Linked DNA regions of Rattus norvegicus: region 2 is linked to region 1. Evidence: chromatin contacts called from public Hi-C data. All regions are on one chromosome and are shown on one strand. Each heading gives the region's core, a stretch centred on a gene start, on an enhancer-like site or on the middle of the called end of the contact. The rest is flanking DNA. Distances are from core to core; before and after follow the strand shown.

Region 1 (7,731 bases), core at 2,186-4,685:
GTAACGTTGGTCAGTTTGCTTTGTAGTTACTGTTCTGGGAGCAGCTAACTTTCTTACTTTCCATGGATACATTTCACCTGATCCTACAGAAAACCTGATCCTCTTGCTACCTGGATACTTTGTGGCAGCGATGCTATTAAGTGCTTATCATTATGGGTGGTGATAAATTATTACCCCGGCAGTGAAAAGAGCCAATTCAAGCCAGATTAGGTGATATTAAATGCAGGTTTACTAGGAAGCTGATCTCGGGCAGGTAGGTTCACTGCCCCCGAAGGAGGAGGCCAGGGAAGTTGCCATGAGTAGGGAAGAGGAGAGGGGAAAGAGAAAGAGAAGATACAGAGAGAGTGAGAGCAAGAGAGAGTGAGAGCAAAAGAGGGAGTGAGAGCAAAAGAGGGAGTGAGAGGGAGAGGGGGAGGGGGAGGGGAGGGGGAGAGGGGAGGGAGAGGGGGAGGGGGAGAGAGCAAAAAAATGTCCGGATTTTCTAGGAAAAGGGCAGCCCAGCACCTGGGCTGAAAAGTTCGAGTTTGGGGGCAGGGTATGCCAGATAGGGACTGAGGGATGCTGGGAAAACTGGGAGGCCAGGTCTGCTTTGATATGTAAAATATACACCTCAGTCCTTTGTCCTGGGTGGGAAACCAAAAAAAAAAAAAAAAAAAAAAAAGGAAAGAAACTCCCCTTCCCCCACAGGGCAACCTTGAACTTAGAAGTCACAGCTTGCTCAGTCACCTTCCTCAATTAGCCAACGGAAATAGTGGAGTTAATAGTAGAAGCAGAAAAGAAAGATTTCTTCAAGCAAAGAGAAAGCAGAGAGATCCAGTGCAGCTCTCCCTCAGGAGATGAGATTAGAATTAGAGAGCCAATGCTAGGCACACTAACCAGTCACAGTTGAGGCATGGCCCTGCCTACCCAGCATTGTCTGGGCTTCAGTGTCAGCCTGTAAGGTGCTCTGACAAGCTATTAGAATTGTGGGAAATCTTTGGGGGAGACAGGTTCACCTGTCTGGCTACCCTGGAGATGTTTCCTTTTCCCAGCATGAGATTCCTAGAATGTTTTCCATTTCTTGGGGAGGGGGGGTCCATTGTTTTAATAGTCTAATTGACACATTGAGAGACCTAAGTGTCTCTTTAGAACATGTTTATTTTTTGCTAGCTTCCTTACAGAGCTTCAGTTTAGGAAATGAATCAATGAAATCATTAAATCCCAGCTCACAGTGGCCGCATGATAGAGGTTTGTTCAATAAAAGTATGTGTTTATAAAAAAGTTCTCCAAGTTTGGAGCACTCCTCAGCGTTGGAGGTTTTGCTGATGCTGCTTCTGGCTTCTCCTCTGTGAGACCCCATTTTAGTCATTCCTGGAGGCAGGCATGTGTATCTCTAATTTCCCCAGAGCCTTCTGAAGGCACCAGCAAGGTCAGGCTGACATCTGGTGGTGCAACAGGGACCTTGGTGGTCAGAGAAAAATCAAGTGACCTCATAACAAAAATACAGAGGTAAAGGGCAAAGCGATTTGTTTAAACCAGACGTTTGGTTGGTGAACCAGAATAGAAACAGAGGCAAATCCTTAGGCTGCTAGAGCCTTTTCCATGGAAAGCAGCAGCAGCCGCAGCAGCAGCTACATTTGCTGAGGGTGTATGCACATCAGTGTTGTTTTTACCTTGTATGTGTGGTCCAAAGAAACCTAATGCTTCTCTCAGTGATCCTTCAACTCAACCTTCTCCTGTCTTCATCTCTACCTGCTTTGTGACACCCCTGCCCCCCCCCCCCCGCCCCAACCAGGTACAACTGTTCTGTTAACAGCTAATGCCCATGTTAAAACATAGGAGAGAGGTTGACAATGACAAGGAAGGTGACTAAAGAAGGTTACCAAACTGACCGGATAAGAGAAAGGACAGGGCTGACTAAAGTGAGGCTATAATTCTAGTTGTTTTGACCCTGAACAGTGGATCTCCCTCTAGTTTCGGGTTGCAGAGCTAGGGGCCAGGCTTCCCTACAGAGTTTCTTTTTACTAAGGGCCTAAAGAATCTGGATGCACCAACACTCGCCTCATAAATATTCTTGACAACTACTTAAAATCGACCATGTAAAGTACACTAGGCTGTTCCCCACCTAGACACAGCGCACTCCAACCCATCTTAATTAAGAGTGTTCTGCTTATCTTTGATTTTTGTTTGGTTTTGAGGCAGGGCCTTGGCTGTCCTGAACTTACTATGTCGACCAGGCTGGCCTCGAACTCACAGAAATCCACCTGCCTCTACCTTCAGAGACCTGGGACTAAAGGCTTTGTGCCACCACACTCTGCCTTGCACTCCTCGTCTTTACTAATTAAACAGCTACCTTGTTAAATAAACTTCTGGTTAAATGGTCTGTCTCTTAACTGAATTCATCCCTTCAAGAGAAAAGCTAAAGGACGCCCACAACATCTGGCAAGAAGACACTTCATTTAGGCTGGCTGGGAGAGTGGCCACTGTCCTTTTAATTCCTGATAAATTCTTGGTTCTTGAGTTGATCTTACTTTTTGTGCATAAAATCGAAGTCACAAAGGAGAATGCCTTGGCTTTCATTTAGATAAAATGTGCTGATGGCCTCCTGAACCCCTTTACTTTATTATTCCTGCTGTTATGGAATATGGCAAAGTTGTATCAAGAAAAAAAGTTGCAGGTGTGATAGCACAGGCCTCTAATTATAGCACTGAGGAGGTAGAGGCTGATGGATCACTGTGAATTCAAGGGCAGCCTGGTCTTCATGGCAAGTTCTAGGGCTACATAGACACTGTCTCAAGAAAGAAAAGAAGGGAAACAAAAAAGAAAGAAAAAAGAGACTATGAAAGAAGTCTTTGATTTTTAGAAACCCTCAGTGTCTTGGCACACTAATGTGCTCAGCTAAATACAATGAATACAGCTGTTACGAGGATTCCCTGACGCCAGTTGTGACTTTATGACAGGGTCACAGAATGTATACATTGTCAGTCAGCTTCAGCCATGTGCTAAAGTGTTCTTCTCACTCTCTGGAAATTTCTCTGTGCACATCAGCTCTGCCATGAGTGACTCGGGATGATGTAAACTTCTTAAAATGAAAGCAAGTAAGTCCAGAAACAAAGCACACATTGCTTTGTCCAGCAAGCTTTCTGGGGTCAGACAATGGGAGGGTTCTGTAAGAGCAGAGGCCACAGCTTGCATGAACAGAGACTGTCCCTCATCTGCCTGCCGGAGTCTTCTCTTGCTCCTAACCCTGACAGCCCCAGGGAATCTTACTGCAAGATGAAAACAGACTCCCACAGCTTCTCTTTCAATAAGTGCCTTTCGGTGAGACATTTCTTCTTTTCTTTCTCGGAAAGGGTTCTATGTTTTACTGATCCAGCTCCCTTGTAGTGAGTAAATGAAAAACAGAACAAGATTCCAAGTAAGCATGGCTTTCTGTGGAGACAGTGTCAACATTCCCAGCTCATTATGGTGGACTACTCACTCCCTGACCTTGAGTCAATGCAGTCATGCCATAGTGGCATGAATCCTACATGAGTTCTCCTAAGGTGACATCCACTGCCCACATTACCAGTTTACACCCAAATCCACTGGGGAATTAGAACTATGGTGCTATTTCTTGGCCAGGCGTCACTGGAGTCTCAAAGTTTTACTAGAAGACATGTGGAAAAGCTGGATCAAGAGTCCCTATCACAATGGTGGAGAGAACTTGGTGAGGCATTTATCCACATGTCTCTACTCCAGATTAAGTTCAGTCAATTATGCACTTTTCCTTTGAAAACAAATTTATGCAGACTGGAAATTAGAAGGCAAGACTATTTCCTTCTCCTCTCTGCCTCTTGTTGTCGTTGGCCACCAACTGACTTTACCCCTTTCTTAGCCTTTCCTTCCCCATTCTCAGTCAAAATCTGTTATGGTTCCTTATCAGCTCCCGGCAGCCTCTTCAGCATCCATCATCTGGGTGACTGGGAGTAACAGGACAAGCATAAATATGAGGCCAGGAGTGCAGATGTGTAACGGAAGGAAGCTTCGCTGTAGATGGCCTGTGCAGAGGCTGGAGGAGAACTCATAAGGGAATTGAGGCAGGAATTAGGGCAAAGGGCAGCACCTAGGCAGCAGAAAGCGGTGCAGAGGTGAGACTGTGGAGAGAGGCGGGACCCCCATGCTGGGCATCAACCTGACCTGGACATGCAGTCAAACTGTGCAGTTTAGACCAGTGGAAAATGCTTTCCAGGGAAAGGAAGCATTGTTGTGTGTTCTTTTATGTGATGGTTTGAGTGTAGGAAAATGTGTGGCGGCAAGAGACACTGGGCCACCGCAGAGTTGGGATGTGTTTCTGCCAAGATATCTAGCAGATACCTTGGGCACCGCGGTGCGGACCTAGTGGGGTAAAAGACAACTATACTTTTTTATTTTTATATTTTTACAACAACAGAGGTAGGTGAACGAGATTCACTTCTGGCAAATGGTGTATGAGTAGAAATTGCATATACAAAGCTATCTATAAAAATATCAGGTGAGGGCTGAGGAGAAGGCTCAGATGGTTACGTTCTTGTCACACAAGCATGAGGACCTGAGTTCGATTCCTATGGAAAACACTGAGTGTGCAAATGACAGCTCATGCTGGCGAGGATGTGGAGCAAGGGAACACTCCTCCATTGCTGGTGGGAGCTCAAACTTGTACAACCACTTTGGAAATCAATTTGACCATTTCTCAGAAAATTAGAAATAGTTCTACTGCAAGACCCAGCTATACCACTCCTGGACATACATCCAAAAGATTCTCCATCATCTCACAAAGACACTCGCTCAACTATGTTCATAACAACTTTATTCATGATAGCCAGAAACTAGAAACAACCTAGGTGTCCTTCAACCAAAGAATGGATAGAGAAAATGTGATAATTTACAACATGGAATATTATTCAGTTACTAAAAAGAATGGCATCAGGAAATTTGCAGGCAAATGGATGGATCTAGAAAAGATCATCTTGAGTGATATTAGCCAGACACAGAAAGACAAAAATGGTATGTATTCACATATAAGTGGTATTAGCAAGATAAATAAATATGCTACAATCCACAAACCCAAAGAAGCTAAATAACAAGGACCCAAGGAAGGATGCTTGAATCTCATTGAGAAGGGGAAATAAAATAGACACGGGGCTGGAGGCAGTATAGATGGAGGAATGGAACTTCGTGGAAGAGGGGGTGGGGAAGAGAATAGGAGGGAGAGAACAAGTGTGGAGAAAACAGAGGAAGAGAGAACTGGAACCAGTGTGTGTAAGGGGATAAGAGGTAAATCTCTGTGATCATCTGATCTAGAAATGCAGGACAATGGAAACCCCCAGGAATCTATGAGGGTGACCCTAGCTGAGACTCCTAGCAATGGGAGATATGGAACCTAAAATGGCAACTTCCTACATTCAGGCAAGACTTCCAATGCAGGGATAGAGACACCAACCCAGTCACAAAACCTTTGACCCACAATTTTTCCTGCTTACAAGATGTATAGAGATAAAGGTGGAGCAGAAATTGAGGGAACGGCCAACCAATGGTTAATTCAACTTGAGACCCATCCCATTGTCAAGAACTAATCCCTGATACTATTAATGATATCCTGCTATGTTTGCAGACAGGAGCCTACCATGACTGTCATCTGAGAGGCTTCACTCAACAGTTGATGGAAACAGATGAAGAGACCCGCAGCCAAACATTAGGTGGAGTTCAGGGAATCCCATGGAAGAAGGGGAAGAAAGATGAAATGAGCCAGAGAGGTCAAGGACAACACAAGATAACCTACAGAATCAACTAACCTGGGCCATAGGGGCTCACAGAGACTGAACCACCAACCAGAGAGCATGCATAGGATTGGCCTAGGCCCCTCACACATATATAGCTGATGTACAACCTGGTCCTCACATGGGACCTCTATCAGCAGGAGCAGAGGCTGTCTCTGACTCTGTTGCCTGACTTTGACCCCCCCCATTTATTTTAAAGGTTTATTTATTATATATAAGAACACTGTAGCTGTCTTCAGACATACCAGAAGAGGACATCAGATCTCATTACAGATGGTTGTGAGCCACCATGTGATTGCTGGGATTTGAACTCTGGAAGAGCAGTCAGTGCTCTTAACCACTGAGCCATCTCTCCAGCCCTGGACCCATTTCTGAAACCTGAGCTGCCTTGTTTAGCCACAATAGAAGAAGATTCACCTCCTCCTACTGCAACTTGATGTGCCAAGGGGGTGGATATCCATGGGAGGTCTCCACTTCTCTGAGAAGAAAGGGAGGGATGAGATGAGGGGAGGGGAAGAAGGGTCTGGGAGAAGAGGAGGGAGGGGAAGCTTCCGTTGGGATGTAAATTACTCAATGAAAAAACTCAACATATCTTTTTAACATGTAAAAACTTTTGCTTTGTCATTTTCTGAAAATAAAAGTTTAATAACAACAAAAAGGAAAACAAAGATGTTTTAATGATTCTTTCAGAGAGCAACAATCTTCCTGTCTCTACTCCTAAGACCCTCCATTTTTGCTTTATGTGATGGATAAACACCTACCTACTCAAAAAATAAAAAATAAAAATGCTGAGTCTGGTGGCAGATGCTAGGGACATAGAGACATGCTAGGGATCCTATGGGTCCACTGGCCAGTCAGTGGGTCCAGGTTCCAGGGGGAAATTCTGTCTTGAAACACTCAGTATACAGTTCTTCAGGAGTGAAATCAGAGGTTGATCTTTGACCCACACACAGACATGCATACATGTGCATCTGGACACACATGAACTTGAACAAACATGTCTGCACACTCACGAACATACACACCCAAATTATCCTGTGAAATCTCATTCTCCCTCTCTCTGCTTATCTGAGGCTGGACGAGGGGAAGAATTCTGGGGTAGAGGAGCCACACAGTGGGTGGAGTTTGGATCCTTGCCTGAATCATCAGTGGAAGAGAGCGGCCTACTGACTCTGGGCTCTGCTAAGCAGAAGATAAACTCTTACGGATCAAGGCACCGAGAGCTGGGAATTTTTGTTTGGTAGCTTATATTGTCTTATCCTAACAAATACAGTGAATGATATTAAAGAGAAGAACACACACACACACACACACACACACACACACACACACACACACACGATTTAGTAAATTCTTTTTTGTTTGTCATTCCATGCTGGAAATAGAATCTACCACATTTTACCACAACAACCCCAGTGAAGCAGAAGAATCAGCCAAGAAACAAATCAGCAGAGCTGTGTGGGAGTTTTGGAGAGTCATAGAGCATCCTCCTGCTGAGAGGTGAACCCGGGTTTCCACAGTGACCGTGGCAGAGCTGAGACATGAATCAAGTGTGTCCTTCTGCAGGAACCGTATTTCCCATCAGATTTGAGAGACCCCATAAAGGAGTCTTCTGCCAGGGCCAGTGCTAAGGCACAAGGTCACGGGAGACAAAGCAGGCTGAATTAAATATTAACTGAGGACTTTAGGGATGAAGGATGCTGCCGAGCCCCAGAGGCGCTGAAGGAGCAGTGGTAAGCTACACGGAGCTGTGAAAACAGACCATGCAATCAGAAGCCAAAGGATGAGAACAAAGCAGATTGTAGAGCCATGAAATGAACATCATAGAAAGGCTCTCAAAAGTGACCTCTAGATTAGAAAACGACAGGAAAGTCGACAGGGGCTATTTGGGAAGTAGTAGGAGGCTAGTGGAAGGGAGAGGGAGAACAAGAGAAGGTATGGGGTGAATATGATC
Region 2 (6,783 bases), core at 788-3,287, 41 kb after region 1:
GTGTGTGTGTGTGTGTGTGTGTGTGTGTGTTAGCAAGCACGCGCACATTCCTGTGTAGGTCAGAGGTTAACGTTGGGTTAATTCTCCATTTTAGTTTTTGAGACTTGGAGTTCAATAATAAGGCTAGAGTGTCTGGCCAGTGAGCCCCAGGAATCCTCCTGTCAGCCCCCTCTAAACGTCCAATAAAAAACCTGTTTATACATGAATTTCTTATTTTATGATTATCAGAGAGTCTTCATAATTAAATGTGTTTCATAATTAAATTATGCACTACCTCTCCCATATCTTACCTAGAACCCTATGCTAACTCCTAACTACCTCCCCCAAGGGATTTAGAAAGATGTTTACAGTGGTCAATCACACTCTGATACATTATTAAAAGGGGATAATAATAGACATTTGGGATACACACATATATATATATATATATATATATATATATATATATATATATATATAATATGTGTATGTGAGTTCGTCTTTCCCTACTGTTTTCCAGTATATATATATATATATATATATATATATATATACACATACATACATACTTGGGAAGGATAAATATATACATACATACACATATATATGTGTATATATACATACATACATATGTATATGTATATGTATGTGTATGTATATATATACATATATATACATATGTATATGTACATATACATACATACATACATACATACATACATACATATATATATATATATACATATATATATATATAATCCTTCCCAAGGAACAAATACTCACTTCTTGAATTCAGGCTCCTACTTGTCAGAAAGGTCTGTTTTCAGTTTCCCAACCCGACGTAGACGGCAGGTGGCGCCCTCACCCCGGCAGTCCCGCCTGTCGGCTCTTTGCTTCTGCGTTGATCTACAGGGGCGAATAGCGCTTATTAAGGAAAACACAGAAGGATCTTCACGCAGCAGCCCTCTCTCCCTGCGGCGTTGTTGAAGCCAAGGCTGATCCCGACCCGGGTTCACAGGGAGGAGGAGGCTATAGCTGTACTTTTTACTCCAAGGTGAAGTTCAGATCCTGGGCGAGAGGCCAAGAGTACATAAATTTGAAGGAAGCCAGTTAGAAGGTCTGGGGAAACACCTTGAAAGGTGTCAAGCATCCCTCCTGTGCTCTCAAAAGGGCATTTGGAGGCAGATTCGGGAACATATAAAAGTGCCTCTTACCGCCTGCTCTTGGAAGTGATGAAACCACTCATTTTGCTCTTTTCTCACAAAGTAGGGTCTTGCTAAATGGTCGTTGTGTATGCAACTCTTGCTCTCCATTTGAGCCAATAACAACTTCTAGTGTGACACTGGATGCCTGGGTTATTGCTAACTTGATACAAAATGGGAAGATGGCCATTTAAAAAGAGCCCAGAGGGCAAGAACGCAGGCCCAGTTCCCAGCCACCAAGGGCTTTGTGCATCTCTTGTCCCAGAGCGGGACTTCTCAAAGGGCGTGGCCTGCAGGGACCAGGGACCCAAGAGTTTTACTGCGGATGGGTCAATCTCTGATCATGGGGAAAGGAAATCTACAGGTCTAACCGCATAAAACTGTCCATAGTTTGTTTCTACGACCAAGAAAACCCTCCAATTTAATATTCTTCCAGTTGATTCCCTTTGATATAAAAGTCTAGCTGTGGCGACTTTACTGTGCTGGTCCCTAGGACTTGAAGAGCTAGGGAGAGGGGACCCACTGTGGGAAGGCAAAGCTCATCTTTGGGGATGGAGCCTGGGACGAAACCGCCAGTGCTGGAGATCTCCCAAAGTGATCTGGGGGGAGAGGGCGCTATTTAGTGCGGGGATCCGGGGACTTGGGGACTTGTCTACTGCGTTCTGCTCCCGGCTGCCACGCGCACCTGGGTCCGCTGCCAGTCCTTGGGCTGAACTTGGGAGGCGTGGGGCGGGCTCCTCTGCAACCGGAGCTGGGCGGGGATGCTGGAGAGGAGGAGGAGGGAAAGTGGGGGTCTGACTCCCCACTTCCCGCCCCCACCGCCACCTTTGGCTTTATAATTGGCTCGCGCTGCGTTTTCTTTCCTCTTATCTGATGCTGGGTGAGAGGCGAGGGGAAGGAAGCTCTGTAGGGCAGGGGGCGGCGGGAGAGGGACAAGGAGAGGACAGAGTGAACCACAGGAAAGAGAAGCTAATTAAGAGAGGGTACTCTGAAGGGAGCGAGCCAGAGCAGTGGTCCGCTAAGAACCAACCGGCGGATAATCTTCCCTAGGCGCCAAGAGGTCCCCAACCTGGGCTGGAACGTTGCCCTGCACAGGTCAGTTCGTCTTTCCCTACTGTTTTCCAGCTCCGCTTTGCATAGTCTCTAAGTAGAGAAAGAACCTCAGAGAGAGCCACCTGCATACAGATGCGATTCCCCGGACCATCCACTGCACATGTGTCTGCGGGATGGCCGGGGACCTCAGGGGTGAACTCGGAGATAGATGCTTGTCTGGGGAGCACAGGGGACCACAGGGCAGAGAGATTGCAGGCGCCAAGTGACCAACTGGTGTGCGGACAGCGAAGGAGCCCTCCGATCTCTCTGGGACCTCTCCGTTCCATGATGTCTGTATGCTTTGGGCGCCCAGCAGGAATTAGCTGCATTTGGCAGCTCTGTAGTCGTGGTTCCAGCAAGTTCAATTGGTAAAGGGTTGGAGAGGTGTTTGGAAAGCACCATGTACGCACAGAGCGCAACGTGGTTTAGATTCTATTTGGCAGTGGATTGGGAGACTAAGTCCTTGGAGACAACTCACCCAAGCATTCATTGTACTATTGCTGCATATGGGGGCAGCTGTGGATCAGACTACACGGAAAGGGGGGCAGCCAGGGAGAACTCATAGACAGTAGAATGATAACAAGCTCCTAGTGTTGCAGCTATTGCAGGAAACTTCTTCACTTAATTTTTTCCCTTTAGTTTTTGCGAACTCCTCTTTAAGTCTTCTTGCATTCAGCTTCTGGTCATCCGAGGCATCTGCAGAAGTTGGGCTTTATCAGATAGTGTGCACAGGCAGGAGGAAGGGTTGGTTAGGCTCCTCTGTCAAGAGGAGTCCAGTCCATGATTTTTTCGAATAGCCTTAGTTACCGGTCAAGGTTTGAAGTTATTAAGTAAACTTGGTGCTAAGTTCTTGGATGCTCAGTGGGTAGCTAGTCTTGTGCTGGAGAACTCAGATTTGCTTAGCCTAGGTCCAGGAGAGCTTTCAACTTGCCCTGAAGAGCACCTCTGAAGATGCTTTCGTGCAGTCCTTACAGTGGTATGAATGCCCCCCCATACCCCCTCCCCCACCTCCCCACTGCCAGAAAATGGCTTCTAGACCTGCTTGGAGTTCCAAGAAAGAAAGATCTATTTATTTGGGCAGGGTTATACGCGTAGCTCAGGCTGCTCTAAAAGTTCTCCTCACAGTGGAGGAAGACCTTGAGCTCACATTCCAAATCCTGTCTCTACCTCCCAAGTGCAGGATTACAGGCGTGTGCGCCACTGCCTGGCTTTGACTCTGCTGGAAGCCTTGGAGAGTTCTCTGCTGGTAGCTACTGTTGAAGTGGAGTAGGAACAGTAGGAAGAGAAATCAGAGTAAGCCCTCTGTGACACCATAGTTAGGAGAAAGGAAAATGAGATTTCTCAATCCTCAGTTTCTGGAGGTCCTGGCCTCAGCTTCTACCAATGGCCAAAGGGATCTTCTTTACAGGGTGAAGTAGCAAGCAGGCTCAGGGTGGCTGCCCTGGGGAGCTTGGGTAACCTCACTGTTACACTAGAGATGGGGGTGGGTGGATGGGTGAATGGATGGACAGATGAAGTTTAGCTTTGAAGCTGAGAGAATAACACGGGGTGGGGGGTGTGGAACCTGGACCCAATGCCAGATTTTCCAATTAGCTTCTTTGGTGGGTTTTTGTTTGTTTGTTTTGTTATTTATTTTGCTGTGACAGGTTGTAACTGGTCTAGAATTCATCACGTAGCCCCAGGTGGCAAGGAATTCTAGGATCATCATTCCTCAGTTCCCTAAGTGCTAGTATCACAGGCATAGACCACCACGCCTGGTTCTGTGTTATAAACAGTTTACTCGATAATCATTTCACACAGGATACAATCCACACATTTAGAGTGTATAATTCAAGGGCTTTTAGTATATTTAAAATGTGCAGTCCACATCTCAAATTCAGAATTATTTTAGGTCCCTGGAGACATGGCTTAGTGGTTAAGAGCACCCACTGCTCTTCTAAAGAGGGTCTGAGTTTGGCTTGAAGCAGGGACATCTGGCAGCTCATAAACACCTGTGATTCCAGCTCCAGGGGAGCTGACAGCCTCTTCTAGTCTCCATGAACATCTGTGCGTGCGTACACACACACACACACACACACACACACACACACACACACACACACACCCCGCATCACACCATACCAAATAAACATAGTTTTTAAAAATTCTGAAAAGAAATTGAACATTTTTAGTATTTCCAAAAGGAAAACCTACACCTCTGGATAGTAGCTCCCCATTTTTTTCTGGGAGTCTTGGTGGATTTCATATAAATGGAATTATACTGCATAAACCCTTTGTGATTGATTTTTTTCATCTACTAAGGTACTTTTAGCTTTTACCCATGGTACGTAGGGAATCTTTATATAAGTACTGGGCACCTCCTCCTTCTGCCTGAGGATCCCCGAACGAGGATAATCCTGAACCTCCATTGCAGCCCTGAGCTCCAACAGGTCCGTTCGACAGGACAGGAGCCACCCTAGTGAGGCCTCTTAATAATTAATTCTCTGGGCAGGATTCCTTGGAACCTGTCAGTGTTCCTGGAGTAGTTTTGGATGGCTCCCAGAGTTCGGGATGGATGGGAGGAGCTTTTTGGCCCTGGTCCTGGCATGCTCACAGTGCAGCTGAAGATTTCAGAGAAGTCTCTAGCCTTCCATGCTTTTCAGAACCTTCCAGGGCTGGCCTGCAGGATAGACTGAGCAAACTAGAGAGACTGAAGAGGAAGTCCGGGAAGCCCCTAACCTGCTAGGAAGACCCCACAGGGCACATTCCCTTTAGATCTTATGTCCTACTGTCCCCCACTAGAACACAAGGATCCTTTTCCTTTTCCTTTTCTTTTGGCCTGGCAGTAGCCAACATCCTCCACAGAGATGTGAGCTCAGCTTTGCAGTCACTCTCCACCAAACTCAGCCAAATGACCGCCATTTTCCTGGCCCTCACAGTATAACTGACAATTTCTCTAAGTCTCCTTGAATCGCTGCATGCTGGGGCTGTGCTGTTTGAGCACAGCTGAGCTAACACTTTATCTGGGATGGTGGCACTGGTGCAGGAGACACTAGATGATTGCTGGGAGGGACTGGCAATGGAGGAGACAGGAAGCTTTAAAGGGAAGCAACCAACGATGACTTTTGTCTCAGAAAATATGTTCCTGATAGTGATGGATGTCAAGATGTCAAGGATGTATGCATTCTCCTTTAGCCCTTATAAGCATATGAAGAGTGGCAAGGGTCCGGTGACTCTTCTGTACACTAAGCTTTGAGTGTAGACTGCTTCCTGTTCTCCTGGAGATATCTCTCTCTCTCTCTCTCTCTCTCTCTCTCTCTCTCTCTCTCTCTCTCTCTCTCTGTCTCCCTCCCTCCCCTCTCCCACTGTGGTGTGTGTGTGTGTGTGTGTGTGTGTGTGTGTGTGTTATGTGTGTTTGTTAGAAGCTGTATTACTCAGATTTCTGTCACTAAAATAAAAATACTTGAAATAATTATGAGAAAAGATGTACTTGGCTCACAGTTGAGGAGGCCTTATCCAGGATGACGGTTTGGCTCTGAGGCTCTGGGCCTGTTACACTCTGATGGGGCAGTACATCAACTTGAAGCAAGTAGGGGAGCAAAATCATTTACATTGTGTACAAGGGATAGAAATTAGAGGAGGGGAAAGGGGGCTCCCTGGGTTTTCTGTGGACCCCTTCATGTTTTCTACCATGTCCCAGAGGGTCGGTCTTTGGGTGACATTTATAACCCAAACTGTAACAGAAGTCTTGGCACATTCTGAGTATTTATTCCTTTCTCTGTTAAAAAAACCACACAATCTTCCCATTTGTGTTCCCATTTGGAACACAAATACAATTTCCCTTCTAGGTATAAAGCCACTGAACTCCAGGGAAACACAGTACCTCCCCTAGGGTCACAAATCTAGCAAGTGACAGGGAGATTATTAAGTGTCCTTTTGGACACTTTATCCACCAGTTTCTCTGCTGGGGTGGGGCAGCAGGGGCATGTGTGAATAACCGGGGGGATGGTGTAAGCCGAGGCTGTGTTCTCTGGTGGCTGAAGCAGGGAGAAGGTGGGAGGCAGGGGGATCTAGGGACTTCTGAGGTCCAAGCTGACTTCAGAATCTGGTTAACAAAAGTGCTCTCTTTTTTTCCCTGCTTCTTTCTCTCTCTCTTTTTTTCTCTTAAAAATTTCTGTAGGTTTTTTTTTTTTTTTTGGCTTCATTATTTTGTGGGAATTGTGACCAGAAAGGAACATCTGTGGGGCGTCATGAGAGCCAAGAGTGCAGTTGAAGTGTGGAGTTTAGAGACCCAAATTCCCCCAAGGTTGAAAAATTTAAATCTGTAGCATCCCCACAATATTTTCTCTCTTTCCCTCCATTTTTTATGTGTGTTGTGTATGCATGGGAATACATTTATATGCCATATACCCTTGTGGAGGTCAGAGGTCAAGTTTTCATAGTTAATTTTCTCCTTTCACTGTGGGTTTGAACTCAGGTCATCATACTTGTATGACACATACTTTTACCCATCACACAATCGTGTGTTCCC

What was found. A called contact is a pair of places that touch in the nucleus more often than the background predicts.
Region 2: a Hi-C map of Schwann cells shows a contact between it and region 1, with 1.7 times the contacts expected there. The contact joins the promoter of Col14a1 here to the enhancer-like site in region 1.

Annotation. Positions count from the first base shown.
Region 1 is chr7:88,567,621-88,575,351 of GRCr8, forward strand. It overlaps a transcript of Deptor not described here. Among named protein-coding and RNA genes, the nearest start is that of Col14a1, 40 kb to the right of the region's middle. Within about 2 kb of position 3,436, at least 8 of the 93 cell types and tissues checked have an H3K27ac peak or open chromatin away from gene starts, as enhancers often do. A contact at or near this core is called in Schwann cells, where this site is marked.
Region 2 is chr7:88,609,791-88,616,573 of GRCr8, forward strand. It overlaps Col14a1 (collagen type XIV alpha 1 chain), which reads left to right and starts at 2,038. Exons shown (of 48, transcript NM_001130548.2): 1 at 2,038-2,276.